Linked DNA regions of Mus musculus: region 2 is linked to region 1. Evidence: chromatin contacts called from public HiChIP or PLAC-seq data. All regions are on one chromosome and are shown on one strand. Each heading gives the region's core, a stretch centred on a gene start, on an enhancer-like site or on the middle of the called end of the contact. The rest is flanking DNA. Distances are from core to core; before and after follow the strand shown. Region 1 holds the start of A230077H06Rik (RIKEN cDNA A230077H06 gene). Region 2 has its middle 120 kb from the start of Gm38996.

Evidence for each region. HiChIP or PLAC-seq counts read pairs in DNA pulled down with a chosen protein or histone mark.
Region 2: a contact with region 1 is called in an H3K4me3 HiChIP or PLAC-seq map of neural tube, with 6 times the contacts expected there. The contact joins the enhancer-like site here to the promoter of A230077H06Rik in region 1. A contact is called at or near these places in 2 of 39 promoter capture datasets (hippocampal neurons and liver), 5 of 115 datasets of contacts at active chromatin or transcription factors (astrocytes, embryonic hindbrain, forebrain and 2 more) and 1 of 9 other capture datasets (embryonic stem cells).

The regions. Positions count from the first base shown.
Region 1 is chr7:40,894,735-40,900,132 of GRCm38.p6, forward strand. A230077H06Rik (RIKEN cDNA A230077H06 gene) reads right to left here and starts at 3,590. Exons shown (of 5, transcript NR_040329.1): 1 at 3,465-3,590. It overlaps Vstm2b (V-set and transmembrane domain containing 2B), which reads left to right and starts at 4,544. Exons shown (of 5, transcript NM_021387.3): 1 at 4,544-4,715; 2 at 5,270-5,398. The coding sequence starts at 4,634. Gm51479 (a long non-coding RNA gene) reads left to right here. Exons shown (of 3, transcript XR_003946760.1): 3 at 75-367.
Region 2 is chr7:40,176,302-40,180,969 of GRCm38.p6, forward strand. No RefSeq gene overlaps it. Among named protein-coding and RNA genes, the nearest start is that of Gm38996, 120 kb to the right of the region's middle. Within about 2 kb of position 1,485, at least 2 of the 459 cell types and tissues checked have an H3K27ac peak or open chromatin away from gene starts, as enhancers often do. A contact at or near this core is called in neural tube, where this site is marked.

The sequences.
Region 1 (5,398 bases), core at 2,340-4,839:
GGGCCAGGCAACCTCTGTGATAACCCAAGGTCTGATGAGCATATAAGAACCTCTCTTGTCCCCATGCAATGCAGGGGCTGTCCTCCTCCTGGAATCTGACCCTCCAAGATGGTGATGAGGCTGGATATAAGAGAGCAAAAGGAACACAAAACAAGAGCTTTTCACTTGCCTTCCTCCTGGCTCAGAAGTAATGTCCACCCACCCACCCATCCACGTTTTCACTCTTCAGCATTCCTTGTGGATACTGACCTGATGTGTGTCCTTGCACTGTGGTTCCCTTGAGGCCAGACTCCAAGCCTTTATCCCCTGACACTGATAGCAAATAAATGACTGCATTGCCCCAAAATAAAATTCCCCATAAATCTGATATTTTGCTTTAATCTGTCTGATACCCAGAGTGTGCTGGGGTTATTGATAGGAAAGTTTATGGATGGGCTGCATCTTAAAATCAAAACACATTACCCAAAATCAATGTTGCTGCACGTGGCAGTAAAAGGACAGGAAAGGTCAGCCAGGACAAGAATATCGAAGCCTCAACTCCAAGACGGAACATTAAAATAAATAAATTTTGCAAGCAACTCTAGGAGGTACAATTGCCAAAGCCGTGTTAAAAATGTTTTCACGAGCGACTGGAACAGATCACTGTCCCTAGGACAGCACTGGCAAGGGCTTCGTGCCCAATTCACAGCTTAGCTATAGCAGAGGTAATCGAGGCAGAAGGAAAAGGGCACCCAAGGCACAGTAGATAGATCTGACAGGAACAAGCCCAAGGACACAGCCAGTTCAAAGGTCACTAAGAACATTATAGGAGACCCTGAATACTGTGACCCCACAGGCACTTCAGATCTGAGGAGGGGTGGGGAGGAGTCTGCAGTTCTCCACCCCACCAGTGAACAATCATGGTGGGGAACTGAACGTTCATAAAATGCTCTCACAGATCCATCATCCGTAACAGGAAACCATGCCCCTCATACAAACAGTGTGCATGCTAGCAAGGCATCTCTGCAGGTGCTGGAGGGATATTTGCAGTGGGTAGGGCTAAATTGCTGTGTCCCTAGAGAGAAGCACCCCCCCCTTAGAGAACACACAGGAGCCTGCATTAGCACTCTGGCCCACCAAGGACAGGTAAGGAAAAAATCTGGCTCTCTTTTCAGAGGTAGTAGCCAGGCCAGAACAAGGTAGGAATCCCAGAGCTCCTGCCTATCACTAGGAAACTCCAGCAAAGGCGGCCAAGAGCCACTCTTGGCTACTGAAGGTGTTCATTCTTGACTCTAGCACACCTGTATGTTAAAGGTAGTGAGGAAGGTCATATTCTGTCCTCCATCTACCTGGGCAGGCAAGCAGCTTCTATTAACACAGAGCTGAATAGGTCAGCTCTGCTCTTTTTCAGGAGCTCTAGGTTTTCTTGATGTGGAAGATGGTTGTATATGTTGGAAAGAAAAAAAAAGGAATGAAAAAGAGAAGGGAGAAGAAAAAATAACCCAAAGTAAGAAAGACCTAGGTTGACTTGGCCAGTTGTGTGATTTTAGGAAAGTTCCACAAGTTCTCTGAGCCTTAACTACCTCGCCCCAAACATGCACCGAAACCACCTCATCTAGCTATCCCTGTGCTGAAAGCCAGAGACGCCCCAGTGACCAATGTAGACAAAAGCTTTGCAGACATTAACCAAGGACGACAATAAGTAAAAGACATTGAATCGTATTACGGAAGGTGATTACTTCCAAGGAAAGGGACATAAAGACAAACAGGGAGCCCTGAGGGAGGGAGCTCCAGACTGCAGAGTTAAACATCAGTTAGAGGTAGGTGAGCCTAGCTAAGAAAGTGTCCTCCTTACAAAAATCAGAGCATGAATATTAGGAAGAGGTATATCTTAGCCAGATAGCGTAGCTGATGCAAAGGCCCTAGGGTGGGCCTAGTGTGTTGCACTGCAGGAGGGAGGATCTTGTCCAGAGAGGAGCCAGGGGAAGGATAGAAGGGAGGGAAAGGTAAAGATGAAGAAGGCAATCAGTTGACCTTGGGAGTCCCCTGGTATTTGTACTGACTGGAGCGGGAGCCACTGTAGGCTTCTGAGTAGGAGAGGGTGGTCTTATAGGTTTGATAAGGACCTCTTAGCTGTCATGTTGAGAACTGATGCATAGAAAGTGTGCACCCAGTGTCTGCTATGTGACACGCACACGATGTCAAGCAGCTATTACTATTATTCTACTACGACAGTAACACCAACGTATGACACAGGCAAAAAAATCCCCACCAGACAGAACGGGTGGAAAGAATCCACAGACCTTCAGAGTGACCAAAGCGTACCTCCCTGTAGCTGCTGGCATCCCTCCAGCAAGCCTGGTCACTGGCCATCAGTCCTTGATTGAATCTGGTACTGGGAGAGAAACTCACTGCCTCTCCAAACAAGCCAATGCACAGTGGGATAGCTCATGTCATCATATCCCTGCTTGGAATCAATTCTCCAACTGCTCCCTTAGAAACCTGCCATGGTCCTCCTGTGTAGCACGATGCAAGTCTGCCCCCTCCCTTCAAAAGCTGAGGACGGCAAGAGACCTGCAAGGTCTTGCATTCACAGACCTATGGTGGTTTCTAAAGAGTGGTGGAATGTTCAGGGGGAGGCAGGCCAAAGTATGTATACATATATGTAGAGGGAACAGGCAATGGGGACCCTGAATGAAAGGTCTACAAGGCTTTCTGCTCACAGAGCATCAGCGAGTGACCACAGGGTGAAAATGACCCATTGGCCACATAAGGAAGAGGAGGGGCAGAAGAATGCAGTGCCCGTGGTCCTCACTGGTGAGGGGAAAGCTTACAAAGAGCTACCAGCTTCTTCTCTGGAACTGTGTTCCTGTTGTCTTAGACAAGGGTGGCCACTGGGAAATTATTTCCTTTTTGGTCTTCTGTCTTCACTAACCAGTAGCTCATTGTCAGAGATACTTGGAGAGCTCTAGCATTCAGGGGAAGTTCACTGGGATGTGCCTCCATAAGTTAAGATAAAGCCAAGTAATGAGACCAGACCAGACCACTAGCTGGGGGATCCCTTGAGGAAGAGAGAGACCCAAGGAGAGCTCTATGGCTCTCCCAAGCCCTTGTGCCTGGACTGAACTATCTCATCCACCCACACACCCCTTAGGAAGGCAGACTGAACTCTCTAGGTGGCTAAAAGATATGACCCATTCTAGGTGAAGGCCAGGGAAGGTTCAGGGATACAGAAGATGCAAGCGTGGAGGATGGGCTCTGGAACGTGTACTCCACCTCTGCCTGCTTCCACCCGGGGGCTGGAGGATCCCCTTTGCTTTGGGTACAGAGTGGGAAATGGCCAGGAAGAGCTTGCTTGCAAGGACACAGGGACTAGCCCTCTCTCTGGGCAGGAAGACGGTCCCCACCCAGAAACCTCCTGAGCCCTGAGTCGTGCCCGGCGCTCCCCATTTCACCCCACCCGCACCACCTCTGCTGTCACTCACGGCCACTGCCTGCTGGCTCCCTGGTGCGCTCCGCGCCACAGGCACCTGCTCGCCCGGCGCTGGACGCTCAGTTCTTGTTCCCACACTGCGGACTCCTAGTCTTCACTGTCACTTGGTCTTGCTGCTGGCCGGACATAGCACTCCTCCCTTCTTGCATTCCCCTGGAGCCCACCCACCCGCCATGGCCCGGGTCTGGGCCAAAGAGTGGCGTGGCTCGTGGTCCAAACCTGGGTAAGGAGTTGGAGACACTGGGGGCTGCGGAGAGGGTGGGGGACACACAGAAAGCAGGGTGGAGCAGCTGTCTCCAGAGATGGACACTGGGAAGAAGCCAGGAGTTTGGGTGGGAGGACCCCCTAAGCAAAGCAGACGCGGGGTGGGGTTGCGCTGCAGCTAGAGAGATGGTGGTCGCTACGAATGACCCCGCGGCGGGGGCGGGAGGTGGGGGACGACGGGGTAGGGGCGGGGCGGACTCCGAGAGGAGGGCGGGGGTGATGCTGTGGAGGAGGCTGCTCGCCACCCAGCCACTGACCGCCCCCTCCATTCCTCTCCCCTCCCCCCTTTCCCCGCCTCTCTCGGGCTGCGGGTCGGCCACGCTGGACCCGCTCTCCCCGCGCTGCGCTACGGTCGGACGCCAGGTCTGCACGCCGCGGCTGAGCGCCCACTCGCCTTGAAGAGTGAGCGGTGGAGAAACCAGCGGGGGCGGCGGCGGGAGAGCTCCCCGGGAGTCGGAGGAGGTGGCAGTCGGGAGCCCAGCCAGAAGGAGACCAGGAGGCAGACGTTGGTGCCTTACAGGCACTCACTCCCTTCTCCAAGGATGGATCCTGGCGCAGTCCGGCAGTTTCCTGGCCCGCCCGCCAGAGTCTGAACTGCGGATCCCTATTCTCCTGTGGAGCACCGGACTGAAGGAGGTACAGACCGAAGGATCCTCCTGGAGGGACCTCGTCTCCTGCGTCCCCCGCGTAGCGCCCCCCGCCGGAGCCGCGCCGGGCCAGCCGGCAAGGAAGCTGGGCTGATTGGCGGCCGCCGGCGGCCAGGGGAGGGGGCGCCGTGCGGGGCCATGGCAGGCTCCGAGGCGTCCTAGCCGGAGCTCGAGCCGGAGCCGAGCCCAAGCTGCCGCCGCCGCCGCCTCTCCGCGCCGGGCCCCCGCCGCCGCCGCAACCCTGCGGGAGATGGAACAGCGGAACCGGCTCGGCGCCCTCGGATACCTGCTACCTCTGCTACTGCACAGCCTGCTGCTCTTCGTGGCCGACGGTGAGCGCGGGAACTTCGCGGCCGCGATGGGCTCAGGGGACCCTTTGCTAAGGCCACGGAAGTCTGCCCGCTGGCCACCGCGGAGGAGGAAAGGAAGCGGCAGGCTTTACGGTCTCCAGCAATTCGGGTGTGCAACCCAGGCTGGGAGTGGGTAGGAGCACGAGCGCAGAAGAGGGTCTCTGCAGCTGTGGCGTCCGCTTAGGGAGTCCTTTCACCCAGTCCCCGCTAAGCAGAGGAGGCCTGCAGCAAGCCAGAGTTGGCGCTTCCCAGCCCAGCTCCAGTGATACGGCCCTACCTCCCCTAAACCCTGCACGACCTGGAGGGGAGTAGCCTGCAGCAAGTGGCGGACCCCCGCTGCCACCTTTGCAGCTGCTCCCTGAACTTTGCTGGAGCCTCTCGCCCAGGGTCACTTAGTAGCTGGGGACAGGAGTGTGGGTGAGCCCAAGGCCCGGTAGCAGGAGACCGACCGCCTCAGCCTCGGGTAGCCCCAAGCTCTCCCAACCCTACCCCCACCTCGCCTATCCCCTGGTCACGCCTCTCTCTCCCGCCCCCAGCTACATTCACCGAAGTCCCCAAAGATGTAACCGTGCGAGAGGGTGACGATATCGAAATGCCCTGCGCGTTCCGGGCCAGCGGAGCCACCTCTTACTCGCTGGAGATTCAGTGGTGGTACCTCAAGGAGC
Region 2 (4,668 bases), core at 235-2,734, 720 kb before region 1:
GGTTGACAATATCATTGGGTTCATAGTTACACTTTTATTATTCTTCATCATAAATAAAGAAGATCACGAGGCATCACTTACTTTTGTTTATTTATTTCTGCAAAATTTTGCCATGATTCTTGCAGTCACTTACTTTTTGGCAAAACCCTTTCTGGCTTACTCTTGTCTTCTACATAAGGCACACCCAGGTAGGGATCTTTTGAAAGTAAGTGGCATACTTAATGTAATGTGAGAGAAATAGGGCACCTTGGGAAGCCTCAGGTCCTACTGACTGGATTTATGCCGTGACCTGGGGAGCAGGAAACAATTCTGGAGAAAATGGTAGGCAAGGCAAAGATAGCATGGATGGACCTCACCCAGAACCACTCTCTTTCATTTCATTCTGTGCTGAATAGCCACGCCTTTCTGAGTGGCCCAGGAAAATAGTAACAGTGTTTCAAAGATGGGTAAATGAGTTCAGAGCATTCATGCTGGTCACCAACCTCAGGGTGAAAGAGAGTCCGAGGATACTCAACACATTTGCTGTTTCTAGGCGGAGTTCCCTGCAGCGTGTTCCTGGAAAAATGCTTAATTCAGACTTGTAAATGCAGTATACACTTAGAGTATACACTGGAGGATTAGGTTTCATGATACCTTTAATGTGGGGTGAAAGAAAGTGTTGAGTTTCAGAGGACAGTTGGGAGTGAAGAGAAGAAAACATAAGCTTGACTTTGGTTCCGTTTAGAAGCTGGGCACGACGTAACTCATAATTAGGACAACTAATTTTTTCAGCACTTACTTCCATATGCCAAGCCTTTTAAACACCACATCTTACTTAGTCCTCCTGACAGCTGCAGTAAGTAGATCAAACCCAGACTGAGACTCCAGCTCATCCTTAATGAAAAACAGCTGAGCTTGCTCCTCAGCCTACTCTGTACAACTCCCCAATACACCCAAGAAATGGTGTGCCTTAGTTAGCGTTCTATTGCTGTGAGGAGACGCCATGACCAGAGCAGCTTTTATAAATGAAAGCATTTAATTGGGCCTTGGTCACAGTTTCAGACGTTTTACCCATTCTCAACCCCCTGGGAAGCATGGCAGCACACAGGCAAACATGATACTAGAGAATTAGCTGAGAGTTCTACATCTAGATCAGCAGGCTGCAGCAGGAAGAGAAAGCCACTGGGCTTGACTTGGGATTCTGAAATACCAAATGCCAACCCCAGTGACACACTTATTCCAAATAGGCCAGGCCCACCCCCAACAAAGCCTACTCCAACAAAGGCAGACAGCCTAATTCTTTCAATTAGTGCCATTCCCTAAGCATTCAAATACATGAGCCTGGGGGGGGGGGGCATTCTTATTCACTACAACAACTGGCTGCACCTGAAAACAGCCTTTGCTTTTAACAGCTCTTTCTGTAGGCAGATGTGAAGCGCTGTTTGCCAAGGACCACTTGGGTGTATCTGTGCTTATCATCTGAAACTGGACCTTGATCCCAAGTGTTGAGGAGTTGGAAGGCAGCCCTATAATGATGAAATTTACCCAGTAGAAGACAAGTCTCTAACATGCAGTGTATATCATTTATAGAAAAATCTCTAGATGACATGTTCCCTTTAATAGCACAAAGGGACTATTAGCTGCAAATTGCAGGAGAAGCGTGTAAGGTCAGCCTGGAAACTCTGGCCTTGAATCACTACTTTACTTACCAAGTCATGTAATTAAAATAAAAGAAAACTCAAGCCATTTGCTTTTATATAGTAGATTTCCAAAGCACATTTGTTAGGCATTGTTTAAATCCTCTCTAACTCTTCATGGGAGGAAAGGGACCATTAAAAGTTTATATCTAACCTCAGGTAATGCTGTCGATTCATTAAATAAACACTGTTTCAAAGCATGAAGGAAGATGGTGAGGGGCAGTTTCAAATTAATGAAAAGCAATAAACATGACTGTCCAAGAGATAAGTACCAGAGAGTAAGAGTTAGAGGTGATGTTAGATATAGCTGCTTGGTTGACAAGGATTAGACTCTCTGTTGCTCCTTAATGTTCTGGGAGTATATGTCATATATTATATGTGTATATATATGATATATGTATGTATGTATATATATATGCATATATGTATATATATAAATTAGCGATACATATAACATTCATAATAAACATCGCTGATTATCAGAAAAAGAAGAGGTGGGCCCCATTTTATCTTCCAATTGTCCAAAATGTCTCTACTCCTCATGCAGGATGTTGCAATACAGCTGAAGCCCAGGTTGCAGGTCTTAAGGCCTTTCTGAGGAGAAAAAAAAACCTCAAACACAGCCATATATGTTTGTGACAAAGTATATAAAAGAGAAGTCTCTAGAACTGGAGGATTTTGACACTACAAAAGGAGCGTCTTTATTCCTGGGATTTATAGAATCCCAGGATTCTATGCTTTGTCTGGACCTTCGCAGTGTCCTTTGACTAGGACCCAGGGATACTTTTCTACCTCTTGATTCTGTTTAGCTGCATGATTTGCTTAAACCATCAGGATGCTGATGGATACGATCCAAAAAGGGCTTCAACAGCACTTGTGTAAATGGCTCTTCTTCCTTGGCTCTCTGTCAACTGCTGTGAAGAAGGAATATGGATAATCTACTTGTTTCTGAAGACTATGAAACAAAGAGCAGAGGCATCTCCAAAGAACTCAGCAAACCATTTTGTTCTGAACATACCTCTTGACTTTGAAGAGACTGAGCCTTTGCTAGACTTTGCAAGCAAGTTAATAATACACCTTGAGATCATTTAAAACTAAATTTCAATTTTCTGTCCTACTCTGGACTCAGCCTGTTTAAGTTAATCCACCTTTAAAAACAATGTATCCAACCATACTCTGCCTTGGGTTTTACATTTAGTAAGCTTTTACAACCTAAGGTAAATGTATAGCTTTAATCCTGAGCTATGTATTCCTATATGCCATTGACCCATAAGAATGTATGTGTACATGTGTGTGTTGTGAAAATCATATGGTGAAAATAGTCAACAGTTGAAATAAACCTTACACAACTAATATTTCATAAATGTTGGAAGCCACTTGTGGATATAAGTTGATAACATCTGTGTGTGGTTTTGTTGAGTGCTATTCTGGGTCAATAAAATAACTTATTTTCCTGTAAAACTCTGTTAAGGATTTTTGTAGAAAAGCATCTTTCATTCCATTCTCATACTTTATTGTTTGTGCTGTTCAATAAATATAGACAAAGCATTTTGTTAACAGCAGGCAACACAGGCAGACAACAGTATAGAGACCCTCTCTCTCTCTCTCTCTCTCTCTCTCTCTCGCTTTCACACACACACACACACACACACACACACACACACACACACACACACACACACACACACATACACACACCAGAAGACAACAGACATGATGCTATGGAGTAGAAATTACAGTTAGATGGAGAACAGAAGGAAAGAAGAACAAGTAGAGAATTCAAGTCTGGGCTTCCTTTTGTTCTAAACTATTCCATGATTTCATTCCTTAACTACATCCACACATCCTTGCATCTATATCAATGGTTCTTTACCTTCTAAATGCTGTGACCCTTTAATTCAATCCATCATGTGTGATGACTCCTAACTATAAAATTATTTCATTGCTACTCATAACTATAATTTTGCTCCTGGCATGAATTACATATCTAATATGCAGGATATCTTATAAGTGACTCCAAAGGGGTTGTGATCAACAGTCTAAGAGCCTCTAATCTATATAATCAATGAATGCTATTTTAAGCAACAGAATTTGCTTAATGTCTCACATAGATTTTGTTGTTGTTGTTGTTGTGGCAATAGCTACCTAATATGTATATTACAGCAGGTGGATATTGATGTCATAGCAATAAGATTATATGTGGCAGCTTATTTTGATTTTTCAGATCAAACCTTATTTTCCAACCTTCTCTGAAGAAGGGGTGTCCCATAGAAGTATAAAGTTTTATCTGTCCCATTTGCCTGATCAATTGTAGGTTATGTGTGTTTTATCTTGGTAAGTTCATGTGAAGTAGATTATAAAAGACTTACACTATCATAAGTCTCAGTGTTTTGGTTATTTTGTTTGTTTTATCTTTTTTTTTTATTAAATAAGAATTTCACTTTGTAGTCATGGCTGGCCTTGAACTCACACTGATTCTCCTGCCTCAGCCTTCTAAGTGCTGGGATTATGAACATGAGTCATCATTCCCAGTTTGTTATGATTATTTCTCTTTATCTTTATTTATATTTATATTATATAACATATATTTATTTATATTATTTATATTTATCTTATAAAACACATCAAAATAGCAAGTTTTGTATGAACAAATTCTGAGATGTGTATGAAAATACAGTGGGTAAAATGATCTGATACTCCCTTAGAGAAAACATAGCAATGAGCAAACAGAAATAATGTTTAGATGCAGCATGTTGCCGCATGACTTTCTCAAAGTTCTTTACGGTTAATTATGCCTCCCCACATTCCTCCCTCTACTTTCTCCTCCCATCTTCCACCCCACACAATCTTTCTGGCTTCATTAATCCCCACTATTCCTTCACCCCATCTAAATTCCACCTCCCCTTCACTGAGAGTCATAAATTTATTTTGTCAATATTTTTAAAGTTTGAGTGTGTATGCGTGCATGTGTATGTGTGTATGTGTATGTGTA